Regions from separate parts of the Sus scrofa genome. Here regions 2 and 3 are each linked to region 1. A link is a contact called in public HiChIP or PLAC-seq and promoter capture Hi-C data. All regions are on one chromosome and are shown on one strand. Each heading gives the region's core, a stretch centred on a gene start, on an enhancer-like site or on the middle of the called end of the contact. The rest is flanking DNA. Distances are from core to core; before and after follow the strand shown.

The links. Promoter capture Hi-C pulls out the DNA fragments that hold promoters and counts their contacts. HiChIP or PLAC-seq counts read pairs in DNA pulled down with a chosen protein or histone mark.
Region 2: a contact with region 1 is called in an H3K27ac HiChIP or PLAC-seq map of alveolar macrophages. The contact joins the promoter of DNAJC9 here to the promoter of MICU1 in region 1. A contact is called at or near these places in 1 of 5 promoter capture datasets (fetal liver), 1 of 47 Hi-C or Micro-C datasets (heart right ventricle) and 1 of 2 datasets of contacts at active chromatin or transcription factors (alveolar macrophages).
Region 3: a contact with region 1 is called in a promoter capture Hi-C map of fetal skeletal muscle, with 5 times the contacts expected there. The contact joins the promoter of FAM149B1 here to the promoter of MICU1 in region 1. A contact is called at or near these places in 1 of 5 promoter capture datasets (fetal skeletal muscle), 1 of 47 Hi-C or Micro-C datasets (heart right ventricle) and 1 of 2 datasets of contacts at active chromatin or transcription factors (alveolar macrophages).

The regions. Positions count from the first base shown.
Region 1 is chr14:75,443,382-75,448,142 of Sscrofa11.1, forward strand. It overlaps MICU1 (mitochondrial calcium uptake 1), which reads right to left and starts at 2,217. Exons shown (of 12, transcript NM_001243605.1): 1 at 2,096-2,217.
Region 2 is chr14:76,067,673-76,072,433 of Sscrofa11.1, forward strand. DNAJC9 (dnaJ homolog subfamily C member 9) reads right to left here and starts at 2,629. Exons shown (of 5, transcript XM_003483498.4): 1 at 2,325-2,629; 2 at 2,011-2,151; 3 at 1,131-1,385. The coding sequence starts at 2,504. MRPS16 (28S ribosomal protein S16, mitochondrial) reads right to left here. Exons shown (of 4, transcript XR_001301010.1): 3 at 4,751-4,761; 4 at 3,345-3,605.
Region 3 is chr14:75,990,784-75,995,544 of Sscrofa11.1, forward strand. FAM149B1 (protein FAM149B1) reads left to right here and starts at 1,874. Exons shown (of 13, transcript XM_013983338.2): 1 at 1,874-2,122. The coding sequence starts at 2,076. ECD (protein ecdysoneless homolog) reads right to left here and starts at 1,839. Exons shown (of 13, transcript XM_005671096.3): 1 at 1,696-1,839; 2 at 66-283. The coding sequence starts at 270.

The sequences.
Region 1 (4,761 bases), core at 967-3,466:
TGATGAAAAAGTTGTGAGTAAACTTTTTTTAAAAAAATTGGTTCACTTTTGGAAGTCCCCTTGTTGTAGGGGTTAAGGATTTGGCATTGCCCCGGTTCTGCACAGACTACAACTGTGGCCCATCTTTGACCCCTGGCCCAGGAACTTCCACATGCTGTGGGTGCAAACAAACAAACAAAAAAATGGCTCACTTTTTTTTTTTTTTCTCTTTCTGTCTTTTTTAGAGCCACACCCACAGCATACGGAGGTTCCCAATTAGGGGTCCAATCAGAGCTATAGCCGCTGACCTACAACACAACGCAGGGTTCGAGACCCATCTGCGACCTACACCACAGCTCACGACAATGTCAAGATCCTTAACCCACTGAGCCAGGCTGGGCAGGGATCAAACCCGGGTCCTCCTGGATGCTAGTCGGGTTCGTTAACCACTGAGCCACAATGGGAACTACAAAAATGGTTCACTTTTAAAGGGAATATTAAACTACTTCATATGGAAAAAATTGGTAAATGTTCACCAAGAGCTGCAGCCACTGTAAAAATTGTTAAATAGGGAAAATTAAAGATTTAAAGTGGCCGAATTAGGTGTAATAACTTTATCAATTACTTTAGCCTTATAATTATAAATAATATAAGATCTGACGAGTCAGATTCATTATAATAATTTTACATAGTATTACATTTTGGGAGAAATTACATATCATTGTTAAAATACAGGAAAGTCAGTCCCAAGATGCACCCCCTGGGAATGCAAAAGGTCTACTGAATATTGTAAATGTTCTACTGATTATAAATGGAGACAGCAATACACTCTTTGGCTCTCTTGCTCTTACTAGTTTCTGTCACTCTTTCCTTTTCTCCTCAGGCACAAAATCCACTCCTGAATTTTTACTTTTTGTTAGGCTTGTTTTTGGTCTCATAATTCTCAGCAATGAAACTTAAGAGTAGCTGGAGACCAGAGCTACCGTCTCACAAGCAAGTGGCAGTGGGTTCTAAAAAGTTTTTAGAATAAGGCAATATTTAACATTACCTTACCCAAAGCAGGAAGATAATGGGTTGGTCAACCTGGCCAACACCACTGTCTCCAGATGCTGACATTTTGTGTGTCATATCATTTAATGAAATCTAAACTCTCCTACAGCTATCAACCCCAAACTGTTGCACCCTTTCTACTGCTAGATCACCTGCACATGTAATTCAAAGGAATACTTTAACATAAACAAAGGTATGCCCAAGAAAGCACCCAATAACTGATAGAAACATCTGCTTATGAAACTGAAAGAAAATAGGTATTTCCAGGTACCACAAGGAGAATTTTTCTTTTACTCCAGTCCCTCAGCTATAAAATGGTTTTTCTACTTAGCTTTACAAATAGCTACAATACTTTTCAGGCATCCGAAAGGGAGGGTATAGAAACCATAAACAATAAGATCATAGAGACTGGCAACTTAAACAGTTTTAAACTCTCCTCCCAACATTCAGCTTGAGTCAATAAACCCCGGCTCATTCTCAAAACACCGCATTGTGGGCCAAAATGAGATGGTGGTAAGGGAACCTGAGGGAGAATAAAAACAGGTAAGGCACTGGGAAAGGCAAAAACCGAACAGTCTAAGAAGCCTGAACTTTGTTTTGTTCCTTCAGCTCCCCATCAATTTTTTTTTCATTTTTTTTGGTTTTGTTTCAATGATTAATACTTGGCCCCATCAGACATTTAACAATAAAGTCCCCACCCACTTCCAACCACATCCACAAATCCCAGGGGATGTCTTTGGTCGCCCGAAGAGGGACGTCGAAGCTCAAGTGAACCCTGCAGCTGGGAACTCGGCAGGAGAAGTTCTCCTGGGACAGGAAGAAGGGACCAGGTGAGGTCAAAGAAAGCGGAGGAAAGGAAGCCGGCAGGACTAAGGACTGCTCTCAAGCCCCTAAACTGAGCACATCAGGGAGAGACAGCTATCCCGGTCGACCAGAGAAGTTGCTAATTCCGGAGCAGACAAACGGCCAGTCCCGGAGGTCAGGTCCCTAAAGCTTTTCGCATCATCCTTCCTTTCATCTTCTCTAAACGTGTCTCGCCTCATACCCTTGAGAGTACAGGACTCACCCGTCTACAGCGGAGCTTCAGCTGCTTCTCCGTCAAAGCCGCGCACCTCGGAAAACCATAGAGATGAAGAGAGCAACAAAGTTAAGCCTCCAGCTCCGCCGCCCACCCTCACGTAACCCTTCTAGCCGCTAGGGCTGTCGGGATCGTGGCGAAATGCGTGTGGGCGGGGCATGGAGGATAGGGAGTGGGGAGGGGCCAGGCAACCCGCCCCGCCCCGGCCTTGGGCCCCGCCCCGGCCTCGGGCCCCGCCCCGGCCTCGGGCCCCGCCCCGGCCTCAGTATTTAGGCGGGACAGTGGAAGCTCTCCGGATTTTTCTCTGGCGGTTCACCCTCCACGCGCTAGTGGTATAGATGTCTGTGAAAGAGATTTAGTGTGCCGGCTTCCGCCTCGTTGATGCCCCTTTATGTGTTGACTAAGCAAAACAGGAGACAATGAAAAGAAAACTGGACCACAGTGAGTTGGGAATTGTTCTTTTCGAACTGCGTTTAGGTTTAGGCTTCTGGTGAAATTTGCCTGTTTCCTGACCTTGAAGCTTTTTTAAATTTAGAAACCGACTCACCGCATTGTCTATTATTTAGGTTTTTCAGAAGTTCTCTTTGCAAGCTAATATGATTGGAGAGTTTAGTCACCGAGCTACTAGTAACATTTTTTTTCCTCAGAGGTTGCTGTCAGGAGTGAGAATGGAAAAGTCTCAAGAGAATGACAATATTTTGATTATGATATGATGGAATTTAAAAGTTTCTTCAGGAATTTCCTAGTTCTAGATTCTGGTGGCCTATTGGTTAAAGGGTCCAGGGTGTCACTGGTGTGGCTCCAGTTGCTGGTGTGGTGTGGATTTGATCCCTGACCGAGAAGTTTTGCATTCTGGGGGGTACAGTCAAAAATAAATAAATACTTTCCTTAGCAGAGCTGTAGCAAAGGCTACAACCATGGAAACAAAAGAAGGCAGCCAGAACTATCACTGGGTTAAATTGTGAAGGAAGCAAAACAACTATTTTCTCCATTTCTTCTCAGAGGACTCTCCCTCCCCACTATCCCAAGAAGGACAGATCGTTATGTTCTTGGCACTGCGCTAGCACTTTACAGGCAACCCCATGTTTGTTCCAACCATCCTGTTGATGAAAACGGTTTTTGTGAATTGTAGATGGGGAAGCGGGCTATGACCCCTCCCTAGGTAATGTATCAAATGGTATGGCTGGCACAGACCTGATAGAAAGAACACCAAAGACATCTTCAATCTACTGTCCCTGGATCATCTTGACACAAGAATTGGGAATATTTATTTATTTATTTATTTATTTATTTATTTATTTATTTTGCATTTTAGGGCTGCACCCCCGGCACATGGAGATTCCCAGACTAGGGGTCAAGTCAGAGCTACAGCTGCCAGCCTACGCCACAGCCACAGCAATGCAGTATCCAAGCCGGGTCTGCAACCTACAAAATAGTTTACGGCAATACCAGATCCTTAACCTACTGAGCGAGGCCTGCAACCTCATGGTTCCTAATTAGATTCATTTCCACTGCACCACAATGGGAATAGCAGGAATCTTTATTTTTTTAATTAAAAATTTTTTTCTTTTTATGGCCGCACCTGCAGCACATGGAAGTTCCCAGGCTACAACCATGGAAACGAAGGCAGCCAGAACAAGGGTTGAATCAGAGCTGGAGCGGGAGCCTACGTCACAGCCATGGCAGCACTGGATCCCAGCCATATCTTCAACCCACGCTTCAGCTTGTGGCAGCACCAGAAGCTTAACCCACTGAGCGAGGCCAGGTATTGAACCCCCATCCTCACAGAGACAACATCAGGTCCTTAACCCCCTGAGCCTCAGCAGGAACTCCAGGAATCTTTTCTGATTTGCTTCTCAGCTATTAAAATGTACCTTTTCTGTGTGTCTTTCCATTTAAAGCCTGTTCTCTGTTGAGTGAGAAATCTGATAAAGACATTCTTCCCGGTTTACTAATGGGTATTTGGCAGTATGTCCATTAATGCTAATGGTTGGAATTTCAAGTTGTGGCATAGATTATCTTGGAACACTTTGGGGGCTCATGGAATCTTAACTAGTTAAGTTAATCATGGCTGAGTTAAGTGTTTTTCAGAATAAGAAAAAAAGTTATCAATGCAAAAATGCTGAACAAAGGTCAAATTTTTTTTTTCATTTTTTTCCTCCACAGCATGCAGAAGTTCCTGGGCCAGGGACCAAACACCCACCGTAGCAGTGACCCAACCCAAGCCACAGCAGTGACAATACTGGATCCTTAAGTCCTAGGCCATCAAGGAACTCCAAAGATCAATTTTTAAGAATTGGTGACATTCAATCCTGATTTTAGTCAAAATTTGTCTCTATAAAACTAAATAACCAGGTCACCTAATTTTTTTTCTTTTTTTTTTTTTTTTTTTTCGGTCTTTTTAGGGCCTTACCTGTGGCATATGGAGATTCCCAGGCTAGGGGGTAAAATCAGAGCTATAGCTGCCAGCCTATACCACAGCCACAGCAATGCTGAATATGAGCCATGTCTGTGACCTACACCACAGCTCATGGCAATGCCAGATCCTTAACCCACTGAGCAGGGCCAGGGATCAAACCTGCACCCTCATGGATACTAGCTGGGTTCGTTACCACTGAGCCACAACAGGAACTCCAGTTCAGCTAATTATTAAA
Region 2 (4,761 bases), core at 1,379-3,878, 620 kb after region 1:
ACTAGAGGCATAGATGTCTGCCACCTTGAATGCACTCCCTCCCTGAACCCCAGATATCCTTAAACTCCTTTTCCCTACCATCATCCTTATCCTCACCATCTCGAGAGATTAATATGGGTATAAAGGACACATGAGTCACAACCCTTGATACTCCATAAAAGTGTATCCCAAGTTGTATTTAGAAAAACCTTCATAAAAAATAAACTAAATCATTTGTTTAAGAAAATGTACATTCTGGGGAATTCCCGTTGTGGTGCAGCAGAAATGAATCCATGAGGATGCAGGTTCAATCCCTGGCCTCACTCAGTGGGTTGGGAATCCAGCAGTGCTGTGAGCTGTGGTATAGGTCGCAGACACAGCTTGGATCTGGTGTTGCTGTGGCTGTGGTGTAGGCCAGTGGCTACAGCTCCAATTCGACCCCTAGCCTGGGAACTTTCATATGCCGAGGGTGCGGCCCTAAAATGCAAAAAAAAAAGAAGGTATTTTCTGGGTCCAATTCAAGGATCAATCTGGGCAAGACCAAAGGAATCTGAATTAAAAAGACACAGTCTGAAAAACAGACACAGTCTCTGTCACCCTCTCCCCACCCTTTAACCAAGTAAGAACCACAATCTAGCTTAGGTATCTGGGCTCCCTTACTTCATCTCCCAGGAATGCCCCAGCAAGGCTACAAGAACTGGCCCATATGAAGAATATTTCAGTGCTACTTTAAAATATTGATTATCTAAATAATCCATGCCATAAAATCCTCCTGAGCACAACATAGTAGGTTAAAAAAAAGGTTCCCTTAATGAGCTGATATGCTCATTTTATTAGATGAAAACTAGTATAAAGTTAACCCTTATCCTTTTTTCAGTGTTTTCTGTTTTTGTTTTGTTTTTTTTTTTTTTTGCCACACCCATAGCATGGGGAAGTTCCTGGGCCAGAGACTGAACCCAAGCCACAGCAGTGACCTGAGTCACAGCAGTGACAACACAGAGTCCTTAACTGCTAGGCCACCACCAGAGAAGTCCTCAGTGGTCTTAGATATATTTTCTTTTTCTTTTATGTATTTTTATTACTGTAAATATCCTCAAATTCTTTTCGGAAGCAGTCAAGATATAAATAACAAAGAGCATTCAAAATCTTACCCTTCTTTTCCTTGCATTCATTTTTTGCTTCGATTCTTTGACAAAGGCATTATAGGATGGGACCTCTCCAGCATCAATAGCTTGTTGTATAATATTCCTTATTCTGGGTTCTTCTGTGTATTGCACACACAGCACAGACTCCATAATCTGATCCATGTCACCCTTGAAGTCTAGATAGGCCTGTTTAACGTCAGCCAGCTCTTCTTCAGAACCTTTGTATGTCTTTTCAAAAGCTTGAATGTCCTCTAGAGATATCTGAACAAATGAGAGATATATGCTTTAACTTTGAGAATTTTATTTTAAATAAAAGGAACTCTAGTAAAAACTAAATTTAGGTCTTGAAATGCTTCTCCCCAATACACGTTACTTGAGCTGAAACTGTTTTAAGGAACCAAATTTTCTACGCCAAAGATTTTCCAGAGTTCTCTCAGCCCGACCTTTACAACTGCTAAGCTACAGATCAGAAAAATTTAAGTGAAGTTTTCAAAGTTGGGAAGAGACCCAGGAAAATACTCAAAACTTGCATCTAGATATGTAAAATAAAGCACATCTTGTAAAAAAAATTAAATGCCCCCCTTTTACTATAATCATTCTACATCAACAGATGATTAAAGATCCATTTCAGTTAAGTGTGTGTATGTGTATGGTTTCACACATACACATGGTTCAACCTAATAGTTAAATTTGTCTTTCCTCAAGATCAATAGGTTAGATAGGTATCTCCTGAGGAATGCCTGTGGGTATTTATTAATATATCGAAGCCAAATAAAAATTTCCTCATTTTTACACAATACAAAGTGCAAGACCTTAGAGGCATCCAATAAATCTTCGTTGAATGAATGATGGTAACAGTCACAAGGAAATCTCCAGAGTTCTTTACCTTTTTAAAGAGTAATCTCCAATAGGTCTCCCAGTCCCGATCTTGGCTGAGCACATCAGAATCCTCGTCCACAGTTCCCTGCTCATCGTACACTGCCCTCTGATCTTTGTCACTCAGAACGGAATAGACCTTCCCGAGGATCTGCGGGAAAGAGCATCCAGAAGTCACCCCTGCCCCCTCACTGGAACAACACCGCGGAAAAAAAAAAGATTAGAAAACGCCAGGCCGGGTTCCGCTTACTTCACCCGGGCGGCGCTAAGCGGCCAGGAGACGGAAAGAAGCCCGGGCGGCGGGTGGAGCGGGGTCTAGCGTACCTGGAAGCGGCGAGTGGCGTCCTGCTTGTCGCCCTCGCCCACCCGGTCCGGGTGCACCTGCAGGGACACTTTGTGGTAACCACGTCGGACCTCGCCGTCTGAGGCCTCGCGTCGCACGCCCAACACTCGGTATAGGTCGGTGGTTCCGAATACTTCCTCGCACAGCTCCAGAAGTCCCATGGCTGGTAGTGGTGCAGAGCGGGCGGCAGCCTCACTGAAAACAGCAGGTCCCTACAACAGAGCAGAACACTACACCGCTTCCTTTTCCCGCGCAAAACGCCCAGGGCGCCTGCGTCATAAGAGGCGCAGGAAGGGGCGGGGTCTCGACGCCACACTTTACGACGGCTGCAAAATGGGGCGTGGTTAAAGCTGGCGTCAGCCGAGGTAGAGACAGGGTGTGGCTACGGCGTCCCAGATCTCTCTGACCTAGGGGATCTCCTTCTACCCCGCCCTCTCCTCCGCGGCCCGACTCCCCTTATTTTCGAAACTTGGCAGCTATATTCTCAAAATCCCCGCTCAGTTTATGCAGTATAAGGAACGTTCATCATATTAAGCTGAATCTATGCATTGTTGTTTTGGTGGGGTTTTTTCGACCGCCCCGCGGCAAATGGAGTTTCCGAGCCAGGGATCAGATCCCAGCCCCAGTTGTGACCACCTCCACAGCTGCGGCAACATGTGCAACACGTGCAGGGGACAGGTATTGAACCTGCGTCCCAGAACTCCAGAGATGCTGCTGATCCCGTTGCGCCACAGCGGGCAACTCCTGCAATGCTGTTTTTTTGCTTTTTTTCAGTTTAAAAAAAAAAAAAAAGCCTAACATTGGCGTTTGGCAATTTCACATGGTTTAACCTAAAGATTAAATAGATTTGCTCTTTTCCAATGATGATTTGACAAGAGTATATAGAGCTCTAAGGCCCAAATAATTTTGCATCCTACAGGTGGCGGAACTGCTGGGAAGGGACTTTCCCTTGAGTCCTGCAATAAATAAGCCTACATTAAACAAAAAACACAAAATACCAATCTTTTAAAAACTTTTTTAATCTGAGAGTCTAGATTTGACATTTATTACAGAATCATTCCTATTCACCTTAACAGCTCCTCCACTTTGGTGGAGATAATATAATCCAACAATCATCTTAATAAAAACACAAGCTTTGGGGGAGTTCTCTTGTGGTGCAGCAGGTTAAGGATCCAGCCTTGTCACTGCAGCAGCTCATGTCACTGCTCTGGTCCGGGTTCTTTCTCTGGCTTGGTAATTCCATATGCTGCAGGCACGTCCCCCTCCCATCCCCGCAAAAAAAAAAAAAAAGAAAAAAAAAAAAAAGGTCAACTTCAGAAGCAAAGGTTTTCTAAAGCATGTTGGATTTGAGGTAGTAGCAAGATAGGCTGATGCAATCATTTAAAACATGGTGAAAAATCTGGGCCTGGAAATCCAAAGCAAGGCCAGGGTTAGAGAAAACTTTGGAAATCAGGGAGAGGATGAGCCCACACAGGAAGTTGTATATATACGAATCTTTTAAAAAAGACAGACAACAGTAGTCGAGTTGGCAGAAACTCAGTAGCTCAAAGTAATACCCATTTCACATCAGTTCCCCTAACTGATCAATACTTTCCAGAATCACATTTGCCTCTGCTCTACCAATTGAAGTTTCTCTGAAGACCTCAAACCAGGGTAGATTATTATCTAACTTCCAGACTTCTGTGGTTTCCAAAACATTTCTCTTTCCTAGATCCAAGATACAACCCAACTAAAGTCAGTTCCTCTCTGCCTGTCCTGCCTTCAAAGTCTCCTCAAAGCAAGTGGAGGCCAAACAGTGACAACCCTGGCAGAATTTGTGACCCCCAGATTTTGAGGTGGCTGATAACTATTCACAGAATATAAAGCCCAGAGAATAAAATAAGTCGGTACACTGATAGAGCTTGAGAATCTCCTCTATAAATCTTCTATATTTTAATCTTACACAGAATATAATCCTTGCTACAGTTCTGGTGGAACAGATAATGTATTTGGGGTTTGTTTTCTTTTTTTTTTGTTTTTGGCACAACTAGTCATTTACATTACCAAATCATGATACCTAAACCTGATTCTATCACTGACTTTTTAAGTGGACTTTTGTAAAGCCCCTCATTTTTGCTCAATTCCTCCACCACTGACAATATAACATGTTGGAAAAGGACTCCAGGTAGGCACACTGAGGGTTGACTCTTAGCTCTGCCCATTATTAAAACTATGTGGCCTTCTTCCAAACCTCAGCTTCCCCACCTATAAATTGGAGATAACCCTACCTAACTTCATGATACCTTGTAATTCTCAAAAATAATCTTGCATGGAAAAGGCCTAGAATGTATGTAGGTACTTTACAACATTATCTTTCTTTCAGCTATTCATTCTTAAAAAGTAGCCTAAAAGCTCATAACAAACCTACCTTGGAAGTAA
Region 3 (4,761 bases), core at 624-3,123, 550 kb after region 1:
CACTGTTGTTAGAATGACATTAAAAAATCACACATATCCAATCAAAATAAGTGAAAGAGCCTCACCTTTCCCAGGTTTATATTTGAGATTGAAAGGCTGATTCTGCCAGATATAGGGGACCAGCATAGGTGCAAACTGGGTCATTATCTTCTCAATATAATTTTGAAGAATCTCTCTGTGTTTTTCTGGGTCCCTTAGTTCATCCGATATCAGGAACAGGCGGTACTCTACAGTATCTTCCACTGTAGCAAGCTTCATATTTTCCTCCATTCTTCTTTGAAAGCTACATTTAAAGTGGCAATAATATAAACCATACAAAATAATGCAGAAGTAATATCCCATTCCTTGAACTATTCTAGGCAATTCCATTAATGTTGTTTTCCAAAATTCAGTTATCCACATACAATCATCATGATTTTTGCCTTGACCACATACCAATTATAGCATTTAATTAAAATTCTTTCAATGACATTTTTATACTTACAATTATATGAAAGCAACTTTTGATACAATACAGTAAATGGAAATCTAGTACTGCATTCCCAAGTTAATAAGCGTGTAAAAATGAAATAAAAAATGTTTGCCTTTGCACTAATAGTGGTGCATGTAACACACGGTCAGAAACAATGCAATAACATCTCTTGAAATATTGACAAAAATTCCAGTTCTGCCACTGGTCCTAGTTGTGTCATTCTGGGCATTTCATTTTCTCTTTCTGGGGCTTCCCCCTAATTGTAGAATGAGAATGTTATTTTATCATTTCTAAAATCCGTCTCTACTTTCCTCCCTTCATCCTCTTCTCCCTCTCTTTCTCTCTCTTTACTTTCTTTCTTTCTTTCTTTTCGTTCGTTCGTTCTTCCTTTCTTTCCTGCCATGCCTGTAGCATGCATAAGTTCTCAGGCCAGTGACTGAACCCATGACACAGCTGTATTTAACCTCCTGAGCCACCAGGGAACTTCTTCCCTGAATTTTTATTGTTTAAACACTCTTAAGAGTAATCTCCCTTACTCTGCAGAATTTAAATCTTTCCCCTTGTACATCATGGGTGAATTCAAAACTACAAAACATTTATATCCTATCATTTCACCCCAAAATAATCTGCCCATGGCTCTTGATCCTACAACAACCCGTCCCAAACCACCGCCCTCCGCCCCTTTTCAGGTCTCAGAGGGTATAAATAACTGTTTTCTAAGGATTTCCCTTACAGACAAAAGTACTAGCTTACTATTGCTGCCAGGTGAGGCTTGTTAAAGAAAGATATTGCACTGGATGGTCCACTTTAAGGCTGTGATTCGATTTTCAGGCTTATTTGGTTTTCCAAGGAACTAATAAAACTAAGTCGAGAGGAACTTGCATCTTCTATCCAGACACTCACTACAGTCCAGATTGACAGATAATAAATACTCACCCACCCCAGAATGCCAAGCACACCTTATTATGAAGAATTTAGTGTCAGGCTAGAAGGGACTTTGAGATCACTCAGACTGACTCCACACTGTACATATGAGGAAACCGGGAGCACGGCAGGAGAAGCAACCAAGCAGCTGAGGCCGGACTAGGTTCTAGCGCTCTTTACTCAAAACAAGGGTCCCTTCTTCATCCAACAAAATGAAGCCAATTTCGCTTCCAGTTCTAAAGCCTGGGCCTCTTCCTCACGTCCCTGCTGCGGCACCTTTCCTCAGCCTTCTCTCCTACCTCGTGGGCTGCCAGCAGCAGCCAAAGCCCGGCTCTGACTGGATCCACACGCTTGTCTAGGACCTGAAGCCAGCGGAAACTTAAGTCAGAAACCGGCTCAGCTCCGGAACTCCCAGCGTCGCCTTTGCTAGGTGTCGGCGGGAGTATTAGGCGGCTGCACCTGTGCGTTCGTCACTTCCGCCCCCACGGGGAAACAGGGAGGGGAGAGGACTGGAGAGGTGGGGATCCTGGGGTGGTGGCGGTCCGGAGTCTAGGAGACGGGGCGTGACGGGGCCGGAAGGTGGCGGGAGGGGGCCGAGCCGGAGCTGGCGGGAGGGCCAGGCCCGGAGGCCCCCACCCTGGCTTGGCCGCCCCGGCCGCGGCTGAGGAGGAAGAGGAGGATGATCTCCAGATACACACGGAAGGCGGTGCCTCAGAACTTGGAGCTGTGAGTGGACTGCTCAGCCACCCAGCTGGGGCCGGGGGAAGCCGTGGCGGGCCGCAGGCGCTCTGGGGACCCTCCTTGACCAGTCCCTTGCTCCTTTTTCTTTCCCAGGGCGAGGGAAAGAAAAAATTCTTTGAAATTTTCTCCTCCTAGCCTTGCCGGACGTTGCCCCTCCAGACCTCCATCTCCAGCTAAGAGCGTGTTACCAGTGCAATCCCAGGACTTGACCCTCTTGGGCTGCACTCCCGGGGCTCAGGAACTGGGTTTCCTAAGGCATTTGTAGTTTCCGTTGTGTTCCATGCCCCACTTTCCATGGCCACTAACAACTCGTGAAGTTATTAATAACTGAGTCCTACAATAAAGTTGAATACGTCTAAAGCCAAACACCCTGCGAAGCGCTTACATGCATTAGCTTACTTAATCCTATCAATAAGGATACCAGATAGGAACTCTTATTTTGTACTTCCTACAAGATAAAGATCCCAGATCTGAAGGTTGTATCGTGCCAAAGATCACACAGCTAGGTGGTGATGGAGCTGAAGTATAGACCCGTTATCAGTCTGATTCTGAAGTTTGTGGTCATAACCATTACATACTGTCTCCCCACCTCTGCGTTGAAGAGTCAGAATCCTCAGGATCAGGTTTGCTTTTGAGACTTTAGAGAACAGATATTTCCAGCTTGAACAACTTAGTGAAGTGTTGTAATTTAGGAAGTAATGATAATGTCATACATTTATTAATGCTTTACACTTTCAGAAACTTTCACATCTTAATCTTTAAGATGGATATGACCATCTTCAATTTTCAGCAGAGGAAGTATCAGAAAGGTACACATCTTAAGATTATATAACCAATAGGTTTTTGAGCTTGGGCTTTTTAACCCCAAATCCCAGTTGTTGTTTTTCTCCACTAAGGTATGTAATTTTAGCAACCATACATTTATTAATTAAATATTAATTATATATGGTAATAACAGCTATGGTATTTTCAGTCACACCTGGGTTTCTGGTTAGACTCTTTTCTAGCCTTCTGAATTTTAGGCAAATTACTAATTTTTTGAGCCTTCATTTCTATAACATAGGAATAAGACTTTATCTAAAAGCATGTCTAAAATGATGGCATAGGGCTTGACATTTAATAGGGCCTCAATAAATGGTCATTTCCTTGTTCCTTCCCACCTTTATTTGGTGCAGTAGTCATACAAAGAAAATCAGTCTGTGATCTTTCCTTGCCTTTCAGAGGCTTATTATCTAAGTAATAGGACAGGACACAGAAGCAATTCAGATAATAAAGATTTTTAGGAACTAGGAAGAAGAAAGTCATTTCCCAATAAAGCAAATGTGGGTTAGCTAAAAATCTGCTTTTATAATTAATTCTGGCCATTCTGAAAGTGAAAAAAAATATCTTTCATCGAAAAAATTACTGATAGGCACTTACTGGGCCAGAATTATTGACCCACTATCATTGTGTTATTTGTTCTCTATTATTGATTTGATACTCACTAAAGATAACTCTCCCAAAAGATGATTCTCTAGAAGTGTCAAAATAATGTGAATAGTGGAGATGATGAAGATTATATGCATCTAAATGAGAGTATATTAAAAGTAATTTTATTTTTTAAGTAATTTTAATTTTAGGTGTTATAATTGATAATTTGCTTTGAAGAAGTAACTTTAGTTTTCTCCCTGATGGCTCCAAATTACAGATGTTGAAAACAGTTTGGAATAAAAGTCATTTTCAGCATATATCTTAAGATTTTTAAAATAATAAATCTTAAGCATAAATGTATAATGAATAATACAATGACATAACCGTCACCTACATTCAACAGTTGTTAGAATTTTAATATATTTCCTTCTTCTTTCATCTTTATCTTTTTTCCAGCCTCTCTGTCATCTGTGAAATACGGAAGGAAAACTCCAGACACTGTCATTTACCCTATATACTTCATTATACATTTCTAGAAATTAGTCATTTTCTCGTATATATTTCTTTGGTATTATCTAATTGTCACTTTATAACCAAATTTTTCTGACAGACTAAAATATGTCTGAAGTTTCTATTCCATAGCTGGAATCCACATTTCTGATCCCCACCACTGTCTCAAAGGCAAGTTTTTGGTTGTAAGATCATTGAATGAGTGAAGGAGAAATATATCCCTACACAATGCCATCCCCACCATCTGAGAAAGAATTTAAAATACAAGCTCTGCTGACTGGGTCTTTACCTTTATCTATAAATATAAAAATGATACAATTCACTAAAATCTCAAAACTATTCATTTATTCTGAGAAATCTCAGACAGACTACTTGGATTTGAATCCTGGCTCCATCTCTTAACTAGCCATATGACCTTAAGTTGGTTACCTCATGCCTCTGTGCCTCACATTCCTTAGCTGAAATAAGAGTATTAGATGTAAAATATATTTCTGCATATTAAAAGCCCTATGAAGACTTCTCATAAAGAAACCTATGTAACTCTGTTTAACCTATCTTGTTATTTGACTGTAGGATTTTGTGGGGAAGGAAAATCTACTGTAGATGATTAGGATTGGAACCAATAATAATTGACCCTAAAGTTTATTCTAAGGTACATGTTGAACTCTCTGGAACAGTACTGTCCAATGGAAATATAATACAAG